2 separate regions of the Sus scrofa genome follow, and region 2 is linked to region 1. Evidence: chromatin contacts called from public Hi-C data. All regions are on one chromosome and are shown on one strand. Each heading gives the region's core, a stretch centred on a gene start, on an enhancer-like site or on the middle of the called end of the contact. The rest is flanking DNA. Distances are from core to core; before and after follow the strand shown. Region 1 has its middle 11 kb from the start of FGF21. Region 2 overlaps PPFIA3 (liprin-alpha-3).

Evidence for each region. A called contact is a pair of places that touch in the nucleus more often than the background predicts.
Region 2: a Hi-C map of liver shows a contact between it and region 1, with 2.8 times the contacts expected there. The contact joins two enhancer-like sites. A contact is called at or near these places in 2 of 47 Hi-C or Micro-C datasets (both in liver) and 2 of 2 datasets of contacts at active chromatin or transcription factors (alveolar macrophages and skeletal muscle).

Annotation. Positions count from the first base shown.
Region 1 is chr6:54,089,885-54,097,031 of Sscrofa11.1, forward strand. No RefSeq gene overlaps it. Among named protein-coding and RNA genes, the nearest start is that of FGF21, 11 kb to the left of the region's middle. Within about 2 kb of position 1,492, at least 4 of the 83 cell types and tissues checked have an H3K27ac peak or open chromatin away from gene starts, as enhancers often do. A contact at or near this core is called in liver, where this site is marked.
Region 2 is chr6:54,331,326-54,338,081 of Sscrofa11.1, forward strand. PPFIA3 (liprin-alpha-3) reads left to right here. Exons shown (of 30, transcript XM_005664703.3): 19 at 185-278; 20 at 643-724; 21 at 1,158-1,358; 22 at 1,740-1,802; 23 at 1,964-1,990; 24 at 3,002-3,177; 25 at 3,596-3,693; 26 at 3,898-4,073; 27 at 4,161-4,229; 28 at 4,435-4,606; 29 at 5,081-5,152; 30 at 5,237-6,020. The coding sequence ends at 5,139. It overlaps HRC (sarcoplasmic reticulum histidine-rich calcium-binding protein), which reads right to left. Exons shown (of 6, transcript XM_003127287.5): 5 at 6,489-6,525; 6 at 6,023-6,316. The coding sequence ends at 6,280. Among named protein-coding and RNA genes, the nearest start is that of HRC, 6.9 kb to the right of the region's middle. Within about 2 kb of position 4,821, at least 69 of the 83 cell types and tissues checked have an H3K27ac peak or open chromatin away from gene starts, as enhancers often do. A contact at or near this core is called in liver, where this site is marked.

The sequences.
Region 1 (7,147 bases), core at 242-2,741:
TGAGGTGATGCCAGCCTTCCCCACGGGGAGGGCGAGGACGGCGGCATAACAACGCGGAGGCACTGCGGGCCGAGCAGCTGTAAGCAGTTGAAAGGGTAAACTTCATGCAAGCGGGGTCTCACGGCCATTTAAAAAACAACCCACAGAACTGCATTCAGAACCCCTCAGATTTTCCTATTGCTGCTGGGGCTCTCAATGGAAGAAAGATGATTGTCTATTGAAACTGTCACCACCGGATCAGTCTCAAGGGGCACGTGTTAAAAATCAAACCTGGTGGAGGAGGCGCTGCCCAAATGAGGTGTCAAGGGAGTCGAGGCTGGGCCAGTGATGACTCCAGGCCTTTTGGCGAAAGCAAAGCACAGCTACTCAGCCGAGATCTCACAGAGGACGGCTTGAAAGAGCTCCTAATTCAAAGTCACAAAACACACACGGTAGAGGCCGGCAAATATAATTTACAACAAGACTAGACAGCCTCATCCTGCCCCACCTCATACTAACTTTGGAGGAAAACGATAGTGCAAGATCGTTCTTTAAAATGATGATCAGGGAGTTCCTGTCGTGGCTCAGTGGTTAACGAATCCGACTGGGAACCACGAGGTTGCGGGTTCGGTCCCTGGCCTTGCTCAGTGGGTTAAGGATCCGGCCAGGTTCGATCCCTGGACTCCCTCGGTGTGTTAAGGATACGGTGATGCCATGAGCTGTGGTGTAGGTCGCAGACGCAGCTTGGATCCGGCGTGGCTGTGGCTGTGGTGTAGGCCGGCAGCTGCAGCTCCGATTCAACCCCTAGCCGGGGAACCTCCATATGCCTTGGGCGCGGCCCTAGAAAAGAAAAAAAAAGACAAATAAATAAATAAATAAATACATACAATTAAATAAAATGATGATCACACAGGGGTTGCCACTATGGCACAGTGGGTTAAAGATGTAGCGTTGCTGCAGCTCAGATTTGTTCCCTGGCCTGGGAACTTCCATGTGCCGCCAGGGCAGCCCCCAAAACAACCAACCAAACACACGCAGCATAAAATTTACCATCTGAACTACTTTCAAATGTACAGTTCAGTAGTCTTGAGTGTATTCCCATTATGGTACAACAAATACGGTATATGGACTATAAATACACCTGGTATATTTCATTTTGATTCATTTATTTATTAGTATTTATTGTTTTTGCTTTTTAGGGCTGAACCCACAGCATATGGAAGTTCCCAGGCCAGGGGTCGAATCAGAGCTATAGCTGCTGGCCTACATCACAGCCACAGCCACAGCCACACCAGACCTGACCCACGTCTGGGACCTACACCACAGCTCACAGCATCACTGTATCCGTAACACACCGAGGGAGGTCAGGGATCGAACCCGCGACCTCATGGATACTAGTCAGGCTCATTACCATGGAGCCACAGCGGGAACTCCCACACCTGGTATATTTCAGCTGTGAAAGCAGTCAGGGAATGCTGAGAGGAACGTTGATTGTTTGAAGATTAATTATTAGCAGAAAACCAAATAGTTGTCAACACTGGTGTGAGGTGACATCATGGGTTTGATTTGCGGTTCCCTAATGATTAGTGGTGTGGGGCATGTTTTCTTTTTCTCTTTGTTCTCTTTTCTTCTTTTTCTTTTATTTTTGCTTTTTATGGCCGAATGTGAGGCAAATGGAAGTTCCCAAGCTACGGGCTGAATCAGAGCTCTAGCCACTGGCCTACACCACAGCCACAGCAACTCAGGTTCCAAGCCGCATCGGTGATCTACACCACAGCTCCCCATGGCCATGCCAGATCCTTAACCCACTGAGCAAGGCCAGGGATTGAACTTAAGTCCTCATGGATACTGGTCGGGATTGTTGCCACTGCACCACCATGGGAACTCCTCAAGCATCTTTTCATACATATATCTTATATATGTACATGAATATCTTCCTTGAAGAAATGTCTATTCAAGTCCTGGGCCCATTTTTAAAATCTGCTTGTTTGTTTTTTTGTTGTCGTTGAGCTGTAGCAGTTCTTTCTATGTCCCGGCTATTAACCCCTTATTAGATACACGATTTGCAAATATTTCTCCCACTCCATAGACTGACACTATCGAGTGTGTCCTTCGATGCACAAAAACTTTTAATGTTGCTGAAACCCGATTCCTTCTTCCTTTGGTTGCCCACGTGTTTGCGGTCATATCAAGAAATTGTCGCCAGATCCACTGTCATGAAGCGTTTCCCCTCAGAAAAGCTCTCTTCTAAGAGGTTTAGATCTCAGTTCTAGGTCCTTAATTTAATTTGGGTCCACTTATGTATAATGTATAAGGGAAGGGTCTAACTTATTTTATTTATTTATTTATTTATTTATTTGTTTGTTTGTTGCCTTTTCTAGGGCCGCACCTGCGGCATATGGAGGTTCCCAGGCTAGGGGTTGAATCAGAGCTGTAGCCACCGGCCTACGCCAGAGCCACAGCCACGCGGGATCCGAGCCGCGTCTGCAACCTACACCACAGCTCACGGCAACGCCAGATCGTTTAACCCACTGAGCAAGGGCAGGGACCGAACCCGCAACCTCATGGTTCCTAGTCGGATTCGTTAACCACTGCGCCACGACGGGAACTCTGGGTCTAACTTCTTTCTTTGGCATGTGGGTATCCAGTTTTCCCAGCATCATTTGCTGAAATGATGGTGACGAAACTTTTTTGTTTGTTTGTTTTTGTTTTGCTTTTTAGGGCTACACCTGCAGCATATGAAGGTTCCCAGGCTAGGGGTCAAATCAGAACTACAGCTGCCTGCCTATACCACAGCCACAGCAACACAGGATCTGAGCCTCGTCCGTGACCTACACAACAGCTCACGGCAACGCCGGATCCCAGACCCATTTAATGAGGCCAGGGATGGAACCTGCATCCTAGTAGATACTGTGCCACCACGGGAACTTCTAAAATCTTTTAATTTCAGAAGAGCTTTTGAGTGTGGGCACAAATATTCACAACTGTTTGGTTTTTTGGTAATGATTAATTCATTTTCAAAGAATCAACTTTCCTCTAAACATTCTCTGACTGCTTCGACAGCTAAAAATAGCAAGCCGTGAGTTTCACAATTTTTAGATTTCCCAAAACATTTGAACATTGATTGCAAATTTAGTAAACAAAGTTTTCACAAATCTGGAGTTCCCGCCGTGGCTCAGTGGTTATCGAATCGGACTAGGAACCATGAGATTGTGGGTTCGATCCCTGGCCTCGCTCAGTGGGTTAAGGATCCAGCGTTGCCATGAGCAGTGGTGTAGGTTGCAGACGTGGCTCGGATCCTGCAATGCTGTGGCTGTGGTGTAGCTCTGATTCAATCCCTAGCCTGGGAACCTCCATATGCCGAAGGTGTGGCCCTAGAAAAGGCAAAAAGACACACTCACACACACAAGTTTTCACAAATCTGAGATCTCAGATTCCCTTACATGAATTAAGAGCCTTGACAAGGAGCAAGAGAGCAATGCAATTTTGATCCTATGTCTCACGTCTGATATGATAAATTCTCACGAATGCTTTAAAAACCCTCCAGGACAGACAAGTCAAGGTAAGTGCTTATCCCATGGATCAGATTCCTTACATTAAACTGGTTGCACATGTACTGACATCATGGATACAAATGCTTCTTCACTGCCTCTGTTCCCATCAAAGATTTTAAGCATCTCAACACTTCCTCTACCGTATGGTTTTTCTTACCTCTAAGAAAGCGAGGCTTTGCTCATCCACCAGTTGAGTTAACAGTTCGACAGTGTGAGGGTTAACGATTCACCCCTGGGGTCCCTTCCACGTTGATTCTCACCAAGCTCCAGTTCCAGGACAATTAGATTTTTCTCGCGACCACATAAGTTAGGAAGCTGAGTTCGGTGCTTCTGATTTATTTCCCACAGCTGTTTGTTCAGTTTGGTCACATCTTTGTCGTGTGGCCAGAAGGACATGTTCTAGGCATCCTATCATTTTAATAGGCTGTGATTATTTGGCAGCTGTGGGTTCTGGAGCCTTCCCCATGAAACAGGCAGGACACTTGCTCTTTCTTTGGCACTCAGCCTGAGCCCGTTTGCCCCCCGACCCTGCTCGTTCTTGGGGAGGCCATGCTGCTGTCTCTTTAGCTGACTCTCACCTTCCAACTCTGTGACCCTTTGCGACAACTGATCAGAGTGGCAGGGAGGACCTGGCAGGAGGTGGGGAGGCAGAAGGAGGGTCACATCTGCCAGGAGCCACATGCAGCGATGGCACCAGCGGCCTGTCACTTTTGGCACGGCCAGTCCCAGCCTTGGCAGGGAGGTTGCCTGCCTCCTTGGACAGAGGTGTTATTCTCCCCCCCTCCCCATAGGCCAGACCCTCTTGGAGATCAGAGCACCAGCTGCCTGGAGCCCCCTGCCGGAAGTCTGAGTTCTACCCTTGGGAGATCCGTCCTCGAAGCTCCCACAGCCCTGGGGCGTTGACCTGCTCCTGGTCCCTGCTGCCTCGACTACCTCAAGGATCCCATCTTGCTCTTCCAGCCTCCTGGCACATGGGTAACCAATTCCCTTTAACAAAATCCCTGTATTTTCAATACCTGGAGCGATTTCTTTTCTTTTCTTTTCTTTTCGTCTTTTTGCCTTTTTCTAGGGCTGCATCCCGTGGCATATGGAGGTTCCCAGGCTAGGGGTTGAATTGGAGCTGTAGCCGCTGGCCTACGCCACAGCCACAGCCATACCAGATCCAAGCCGCAAGGCCAGGGATCGAACTCGCAACCTCATGGTTCCTAGTTGGATTCGTTAACCACTGTGCCCCAACGGGAACTCCCCATGGAACTCTTGATGGATGCTTGAGCTGTTTCTAATTACTTGCCATATCAAAGAATGCTACAGTTTAGAAGCTTGGAAATCCTTCATTTGGTGTGTAGGCAGAGAGTTTGTAAGCTCAAACCTCCAAAAGAGGACGACGGAAGCAAGGGATAAATATATGGGCAGGATTATGTTACTGCCGAGTCAGCCTCTATAAAAGTAGCATCAGTTTGGCATACTTACCCCTGATCCGCATTCCTCTTCCCCTATAAAGTGTGTTCTCAGACCTCAGGATATTTGCCAATCTGAAGCCAGGAAACGGTATTGAGATGTGGCTTTATTTTGCATTTCTCCTTTTCTCAGTGAGGTCTGGCACATTTTTAAAAAATTTCTTTTAGTTGATTTGCAATGTTCTGTCAATTTTTGCTGTAAGATATGGCATCTCTCCCTAGATATACGAGCCATTTGAATTTCCTTCTCAGGGAACTGTGTGCACTTATCTTTTGCCTATATTTGGGGTGTTGGTCTCATGATTTTCTATAGCCCTTTTTTTTGCCTTTTTTTTTTTGTCTTTTTAGGGCTGCACCTGCAGCATGTGGAAGTTCCCGGGCTGGGGGTTGAATTTTTTAGCTGTAGCTGCCAGCCTACATCAGAGCTACAGCAATGCAGGATATTAGCCTCATCTTCAACCTACATCACAACCCATGGCAACGGTGGATCCCTAACCCACTGAGCAAGGCCAGGGATCAAACCCATGTCCTCATGGACACCAGTCAGGTTCATTACCACTGAGCCACAATGAGAACTTTTTTTTTTTTTAGGGCTGCTCCTGCGGCATATGGACATTCCCAGGCTAGAGGTCGAATTGCAACTGCAGCTGCTGGCCTACACCATAGCCACGGCAACGCCGGATCCTTAACCCACTGAGCAAGGCCAGGGATCGAACCCACATTCTCCTGTTTACTAGTCTGATTCATAACACACTGAGCCACACCAGAAACTCCCTGATTTTCTATAGCTCTTTTTTTTTTTTTTTTTTTTTTGTCTTTTGTCTTTTTGCTGTTGTTGTTGTTGTTGCTATTTGTTTGGGCCGCTCCTGCGGCATATGGAGGTTCCCAGGCTAGGGGTTGAATCGGAGCTGTAGCCACCGGCCTACGCCAGAGCCACAGCAACGCGGGATCCGAGCCGCGTCTGCAACCTACACCACAGCTCACGGCAACGCCGGATCGTTAACCCACTGAGCAAGGGCAGGGACCGAACCCGCAACCTCATGGTTCCTAGTCGGATTTATTAACCACTGCGCCACGATGGGAACTCCAATATAGCTCTTTTTTTTTTTTTTTTTTTTTTTTGTCTTTTTGCTATTTCTTGGGCCGCTCCCACGGCATATGGAGGTTCCCAGGCTAGGGGTCGAATCGGAGCTGTAGCTGCCAGCCTACGCCAGAGCCACAGCAACGCTGGATCCAAGCCGAGTCTGCAACCTACACCACAGCTCACGGCAACGCCGGATCCTTAACCCACTGAGCAAGGGCAGGGACTGAACCCGCAACCTCATGGTTCCTAGTCGGATTCGTTAACCACTGCGCCACCATAGGAACTCCTATAGCTCTTGATATGTTAGAAATCAGCCCTTTGAATCTGAGCCGTAAATATCTCTGCCCATTTGCCACAGATCTATTGGATGCACTTCAGCTGTTTTTGTTGGACACACAAAATTTGTTCTCAAAAAACAATAATCTTTGGATTTCCTGTCATTGCACAGTGGCAATGAATCCGACTGGGAACCATGAGGTTGTGGGTTTGATCCCTGGTCTTGCCCAGTGGGTTAAGGATCTGGCATTGCCGTGAGCTGTGGTGTAGGTCGCAGAAGCGGCTCAGATCTGATATTGCTGTGGCTGTGGTGTAGGCCGGCAGCTGCAGCTCTGATCAGACCCCTAGCCTGGGAACCACCATATGCTGCGGGTGTGGCCTTAAAAAGACAAACAAACGAAAAAACCCAATAATCTTACTCTCGGCCTTGTACCATCTTCTGAGAAACCTATGCACCATGAGAGCAAAGTGGAGGAAGCAGCACATGCACAGGCTGCAGCACAAAAGAAGAAAGATGAGGCAGAGGTTCGAGTAAACTTTGCTCATAGAAGCCCTGGGAGCAGAAACAAGGAAAGTCCACAGGCCAGGGGCGCTGGCTCGGCTCGTCACACTGTACGCCTTCTGTCCAGAGTTGTCTCCATGGATCTAGAATATCCTTTGCCACTCTGGTCTCCTCAACCACTGTGAGACCCGCCTTGCTCGTATCAAAACGATCCCCTTGCATTCTTTGCCCTGGACCTGTGACATTCTGGACTAATTCTTTTTTTTTTTTTTTTTTTTTTTGCCTTTTTCTAGGG
Region 2 (6,756 bases), core at 3,571-6,070, 240 kb after region 1:
CAATTCCTTGCCCAGGAGGTGTCATTGGTCCTTGTCTGTTTTATCATCCCCTCCGTGTGGCCTCATCTGCGAATCCCTCCAGGCCTCTGCTTCCCTGGCATCCTCCCTCCCTCCCCCACCCCTGGCATCAAAGATTCTGACTCCCCTTTGGACTCTCCAAATTTTGGCTCCTCCCTGCCTCCAGCTGGAACGCCCTCAGATGAGACCTTGGCAGCTGATCCTCTGGGACTAGCCAAGCTGACAGGCCCAGGAGACAAGGATCGAAGGAACAAGAGGAAGTGAGTGAGTGTGAGTGTGTGTGTGTGTGTGTGTGTGTGTGTGTGTGTGTGGAGGGTTGGTGCTCATATGTGAGAAGAAAATTCCGGGATGGGGAGAGAGTCTGGGCTCCTCAACTTGCTTGGCAACTTGGGAACTCCTAGAGCTTTCCTTCTTTCTTCTTCCTTTTTTTCTCTTTTCTCTTGATTGGTGCGGGGAGCGGGGAGGATCTCAGAGGTTCCTGTGTAATTTTTTTGAACCTTTTGCTATGTTTTCTACATTCATAAAGTGCCTTTGTGTGTGTGGGGGGGGTTGCTAAAGGGGGCCACCCAAGAGGGCTGGGTGTCTCTACCCCTGAGAGCTCCTGCCCTGGCCCCCTTTCCCCAGGCATGAACTTCTGGAAGAGGCCTGCCGCCAGGGCCTGCCTTTTGCTGCCTGGGATGGGCCCACTGTGGTCTCCTGGCTGGAGGTACTGAAGCCCAGAACCATCCTGACTGTTGAGCCCCCGCCCTTTTGAGGATGACACCATTAGGGATGATGGAACCCGCCAAACACCCCAGAGGTGGGGGAGGGGGAGGGTAAGGTCCCCGGAGGGGTCAGGCTTCTTGTCCATCCTCCCGTTGCTCTTTTCCCTTCTCCCCTCGCCCGTGTCTTTCTGGCCATTGTCCACCTCGGTCCTGATGTCGCTGTCTCTTCGTGTTTTCCCATGTTTCTCTCTGGGATCCTCCGTCTCTATTTTTCTGCCTCTCTTCCCATCTCTGTGTGTGTTTTTTGTTTTTTTTTTTATTCCCCTTCTTTTGGGTCTCCCCATGTCCCTCTCTCAATGTCTTTTGCTCCGTTCACTCCCCATCTCTCTCGCACCTCTGTGTGTCTCCCCTCATCTCTGCCTCTCTCTGGTCCAGCTCTGGGTAGGCATGCCTGCGTGGTATGTGGCTGCCTGCCGGGCCAATGTCAAGAGTGGTGCCATCATGGCCAACCTGTCAGACACGGAGATCCAGCGTGAGATCGGCATCAGCAACCCACTGCACCGGCTCAAGCTGCGCCTCGCCATCCAGGAGATGGTCTCACTCACCTCACCCTCCGCTCCTGCCTCCTCCCGCACGGTGAGTGTCCAGGAGCCAATCGCAGCCCTTTCTGCCCCAGGGCTCCGCCTACTGTCCTCAGAATAGCCAATCATGGGCCTGCTCACCTCCAGGTCCATCTGGTCGACCCAGCTCCGCAGTCTCTTAACTGGATAATCCCTGCAGTGGGGTCTCCTTGCCTCCCCTCTATTCCCAACCCTCAGTCTTTCTTACGCAGGAGGCAGACTCTTCTCCATCCTTATTTCCCATGGCATTTACTGCCTTTTAATATTTTATCATTTTATTCCGCATAGAAATGTATGTGTTCCCAGGCCTGATTCGTCTCCTCCAGGAGCACGACCTCCTTCCCCTCTCTGGTCCAGAAGCCCTCTCTCAATCTCCCTAACACCCCTCGCCCTTCAGTCCACAGGGAACGTGTGGATGACACACGAAGAGATGGAGTCCCTGACGGCGACGACCAAGCCTGTGAGTGCCCCCTGCCGGCGGCCCTGGGGGTGGCACTAACTTTCCCTCGGGAGGAGTGGGAGGGAGTCTGTGGCTGTCTGTCCGTCTGTTCGTCCCTCCCACCCTCCTCCGCCTGCTCCTTAACCCACCCCTTCTCTCCCCTCTTCCCACTAACTGGTCAGGAGACCAAGGAGATCAGCTGGGAGCAGGTAGGGGGCGCGGGGCGGGGCGTGGGCGCATGAACAGGCTGTGCACGCTGCATGGACGCCCCTCCTTCTCCGAGCCCCGCCCCCACCCTCGCCGGATTATTCCATCACCACCGCGGGGCGGGGGGAGGGCTGCGCGGAGCTCCGCTCTGGCCTGTCCTTGTGGCTTCATGGGGTCGGTGCAGAAGCCCGACTGCTCCATTGATAGTGGTGCACGGGTCATTCCATTATGGTGGGTTGCGGGGCTCCAGGGGCTGTTTCAGGCTCTGGGCAAAAGAGAAAGCATTTGGGGAGGGGACGGCCCGTCAGGCTGAGAAGTTGGGGAAAAGGAGCTACATTTTGTTCTCAAGAGGGGAGAGGTGTGAACTAACCTGAGGTAGAAGAGCTACGTCGGGTCTTTGTTTCCATTAGGGGAGGGTCTGGGTTATTTCCTTATGTTTAGAGGCGTAAAGGGCTTAGTGTTGACCCAGAATATCGTCCTGGGTCAGGTAGACAATTAGCCTAGTATTTTCGGGACAGTGCAGAGTGGTGGATAGCCACGCTATCCTTTGTTGGGGAGAGAGCTCTGTTGGAAGAATCCGTTGTCCTGACTTGGAGTAGTGGTGTTGGGTGGATCCACTGTTCCGAGTTGGGACAATGCTAGACTAGTGCTTCTTAAACTTTAACATGCATCTCAGAGCACCTGAGAATCCTGTGAGAATACAGAATTTTCGATTCAGTAGCCTAGAATTGAGTAGCTAGAATTGAGATCCTGCAATTCCAGCAAGTTCCCAAGAGATAGTGATGCTGTGGGTCCAAGGACCACACTTTCCAGTAGACAAGGGTCTATGCTGTCGTTATGAAGGAGAAAGAGACAATTCTGGATTGTCCACTGTCCTGAGCGGCGATTGGCCATTGTCCTGCTATGGAATGGAGAAAGAACAACCTTGGATGGGGGGGTGAATGTACCCTTTCATACATCCCTGGGAAGGGGTCAGAGGCCCTGACCCCTCCCCCACCTGCCCGTGGCCCCAGATCCTGGCATATGGCGACATGAACCACGAGTGGGTGGGAAACGACTGGCTGCCCAGCCTGGGGCTGCCCCAGTACCGCAGCTACTTCATGGAGTCGCTGGTGGATGCCCGCATGTTAGATCACCTTAACAAGAAGGAGCTCCGGGGCCAACTCAAGATGGTGGACAGCTTCCACAGGTGGGGGCTGCCTGGCCAACAGGTGCCAGTCCAAGGAGGGAAGCCCCATTCCTAGAGAGTCTTTGGCAAACTGGACCAGTGCTGGGGAATTCCTTGGACTATCTTAGGTCCTTTAGCGCCGACTCTCAGGAAATCCAGACTCCTGTGCCCCTTGCACTCATAAGATGGCCTACTAGGAACAGTCCAAGTCCTGAGACAGCTTGGCCAGTTGACCAAGCTGGCTCACCGTTTGGCTAATAGGAGCTGCTTGCTGAAAATATGCCAACTCTTGGGAGGGTCAGCAATTAATAGGACAGAGCCGATGGAGCAATTCTGCCACCTCTCCCAGAAAACCCCAGACAATAGGGGGGCCCAATAGGAGCAGCAGGCAATGGGGTCTTGAGGGCTCCTCTGTGATTCCACTGTCTCTGCTGCTCAGGGTGAGCTTGCATTATGGGATCATGTGCCTGAAACGGCTCAACTATGACCGGAAGGACTTGGAGCGGAGGCGGGAAGAGAGTCAGACTCAGATCCGAGGTGAGTAGAAAAGTGGAGGCAGGGCTAGAGGAGATTTGGGGCAGGGCTGGAGGAGGTCTAACAAATAGGGGAGGGGGAGGAAGGCCGGGAAAAGGGGGTGGGGCCAGCATGGGGGCGTGGTCAGGAAGAGGGGTGGAGAGATGAAATACATTGGAAGGGCAGGCCCCCAGGAGGGGCGCGGCTGAGTGTCCCTTCTGTCCCCAGACGTCATGGTGTGGTCCAATGAGCGGGTCATGGGTTGGGTGTCCGGGCTGGGCTTGAAGGAATTCGCCACGAATCTTACGGAGAGCGGGGTGCACGGGGCACTGCTCGCCCTGGACGAGACCTTCGACTACACCGACCTGGCCTTGCTGCTGCAGATCCCCACGCAGAATGCACAGGTGAGCAGCCGCTAGGCCCGGGGCATAGTGGGCATCCCCATCTCGTAGACTGCACGTTGCGACCCCTCTTCCACCTCTCCTCCTCAGGCCCGGCAACTCTTGGAAAAGGAATTCAGCAACCTCATCTCCTTGGGCACAGACAGGCGGCTGGACGAGGTGGGCGCTGCAGTGGCATAGGAGACTCCACTCCCAGCGGCACCTGTAGGCTCCGAGCTGAAGGGGTGGGGCTTGACGTTGTCCTCCAGTTAGGGTTGGAGGGGGTGTCAGGGAAGGGGCGGGGTTAGAGAGGGACGGGACCCTGAGAGGGGTGGAGTCGAAACACCACCCCAGTCCCTCACCGGCTGCCGGCCCCTCTACCTAGGACAGCGCCAAGTCCTTCAGCCGCTCCCCATCCTGGCGGAAGATGTTCCGAGAGAAGGACCTCCGAGGCGTAACCCCCGACTCAGCTGAGATGTTGCCCCCCAACTTTCGTTCGGCCGCAGCAGGGGCTCTGGGCTCGCCGGGGCTCCCTCTCCGCAAGCTGCAGCCGGAAGGTGGGCGGATCCCATATGCGACAGCCCTTCCTCCCCTCCCCTTCCTGGGGCTGGGAAATGGACCAACTCAACGTTCCAGAAGCCTCCCTCTCCGGGTTCTGAAATGGCCTAGTCCTTTCTCCCCCACCCATGACAAATGGACCACTCCAATAAGCCAGCGTCCTCCCCGGGGTGGAATGGATTAATCCTATACCCCTTTTCCAGAGCAAGAAATGAATTCTTCCAGTGTCACCTGGGGCACTTTGGAGGAATCCAAGGCTGTGGGGAAGGGAGGGAAACCAGCTTGGAGCTAGGCAGTCCTCGTTATCTCGGGAGGCGAAATCCTAGGGCAGACGGTTAAGGATCGGAGAAACACTGGGGGGAGGAACTGGGCGTGTGTGAGTGTGTGTGTGCACGCGCGCGCGCGCTTCCCAGGCACGACTTGCGCACACACTTGCTCTTTGCAGGCTGAGCTGCTGTTCTTTTTCTCTCCAGGCCAGACTTCTGGAAGTTCCCGGGCAGAGGGCGTTTCTGTCCGGACCTATTCCTGCTAGTGTGGGCCTCCAGGTGAGGACTGTACTGGGCAACCTTGGGGTTTGGGGCGGCACAATGGATCTTCACAGCTGCACGTACCGCCTGGCGTCAATGCAGGTGACCTCACTCCGACGGAAGAACCTTTCTGAGGCTGGGCTGCTCCCCCTCCTGCCCAGAGTCTGGTCTCGCCAGGAGAGAGCCTGCGGGGGAGCTCGCGCCGCGGACTGGACCTTCTGTACAGATAAGCGGGGAGTGCGCGTCCCCGCCTCACAAATGGACTGGGCCTGGACCAAACCACATGCACTGGACTGGGAGGGGGAAAGAAAAGGGCAGGAAGAAGTCCCGCCCCAAACTTCCGCCTCCCTTTCCTCTACTTTGTAATTTATTGATCAGTTTCCAGTGGGAGACGGGTGCCCTTTCCCCGCGGGAAGGGGGCGGGGCTTCCCTCCCAGGCCGCATGCGTGGAGAGGCTGCCCCCCCTTCTTCCGGGTCGCGGGGCCCAAGTCTTCCTTCTTCATCCGAAAGGAGAGGAGGGGGGACTCGCTGCTAAAAGCCTCGTCCCTTGTGCCACTCAGCCCTGCCCCGCCGCTTCCAGTCGCCGGTGCCTGGGGTCAGCTGCGGGCGGGGTTCCCTCTCCCAGTGTCTCGTGTCCCGGAGGCCCTTCCCCACCCCCCGTGCTGTGGCCGTGTCCGTGCCCCGGGGGTGGGGGGTGCCGAACTGCGCTCCCCGTTCCGCTCCGGCTCCGGGGTTTGCATGGGAGAATCCTCTTTCCACGATGCCACTGGGCGACGTGGCACGGGGGAGGAAGGACCGTGGGGGAGCCCTCGCCCCCGACTCTTGATCGGCCTCCCTGCCCCAAGCGTCACTCAGTGATCACGGGTAAAGAGAACTATTTCAAAAAGCTCCCGTGTCGACTGATTTATTTATCAGGACCTAGCACACCAACGAGGACCCCTCTCCTCCCTCAGACTCGAGAATCCAAGATCCCAGTTCCCACCCGCGTTCCCCAGTGTCCAGAGGATCCAGACCCCAGGCCTGACTATGAGGTTTCGGGGAGCACGTTTATTTAGAGAAATAAATATGGCTCTGGAAAGGGGCTGGAGGGCCAGGGAGATGTGTCTGCTCCGCAGCCGCGAGGCGGGGGTGGTGGGGGGTGGGGGTCAGGCTTCTGGAGTTTCCAGCATGTCTGCCAGGGCTCTGGAGAGTAAGAGGCAGAGGTTACCCAGCCCAAGGGTCCAAAGCTCCCCCAGGGCACTTAAGGATCGTTAACCTGCGCATTTCTCCCAGGGTCGTCCAGTAATTCCTTGCGGGACAGCACCTAGGCAGGGTCCTTAAACTACCCCCGCCCCGCCACTACACGCACACTTACTGGTACAGGGAAGAGGAGAAATAGTCGACGTAGCTTCCTGCAGGAGAGAAGAAGCTTGAGGGGGTGAAATTAGGGGACCACTTTTCACTCAGTCCGGGATCAGGACTAGCTCCGCCCCCTCTCCCTGATTACTGGAGTCAAGATAATTCCTTCCACTGGGACTCTTTTTTTTTTTTTTTTTTTTGTCTTCTGTCTCTTTAGGGCCGCACCGGCATTTGGAGTGGGTTAAGGGCCCACTGAGCGAGGCCAGGGATCGAACCTGCGTCCT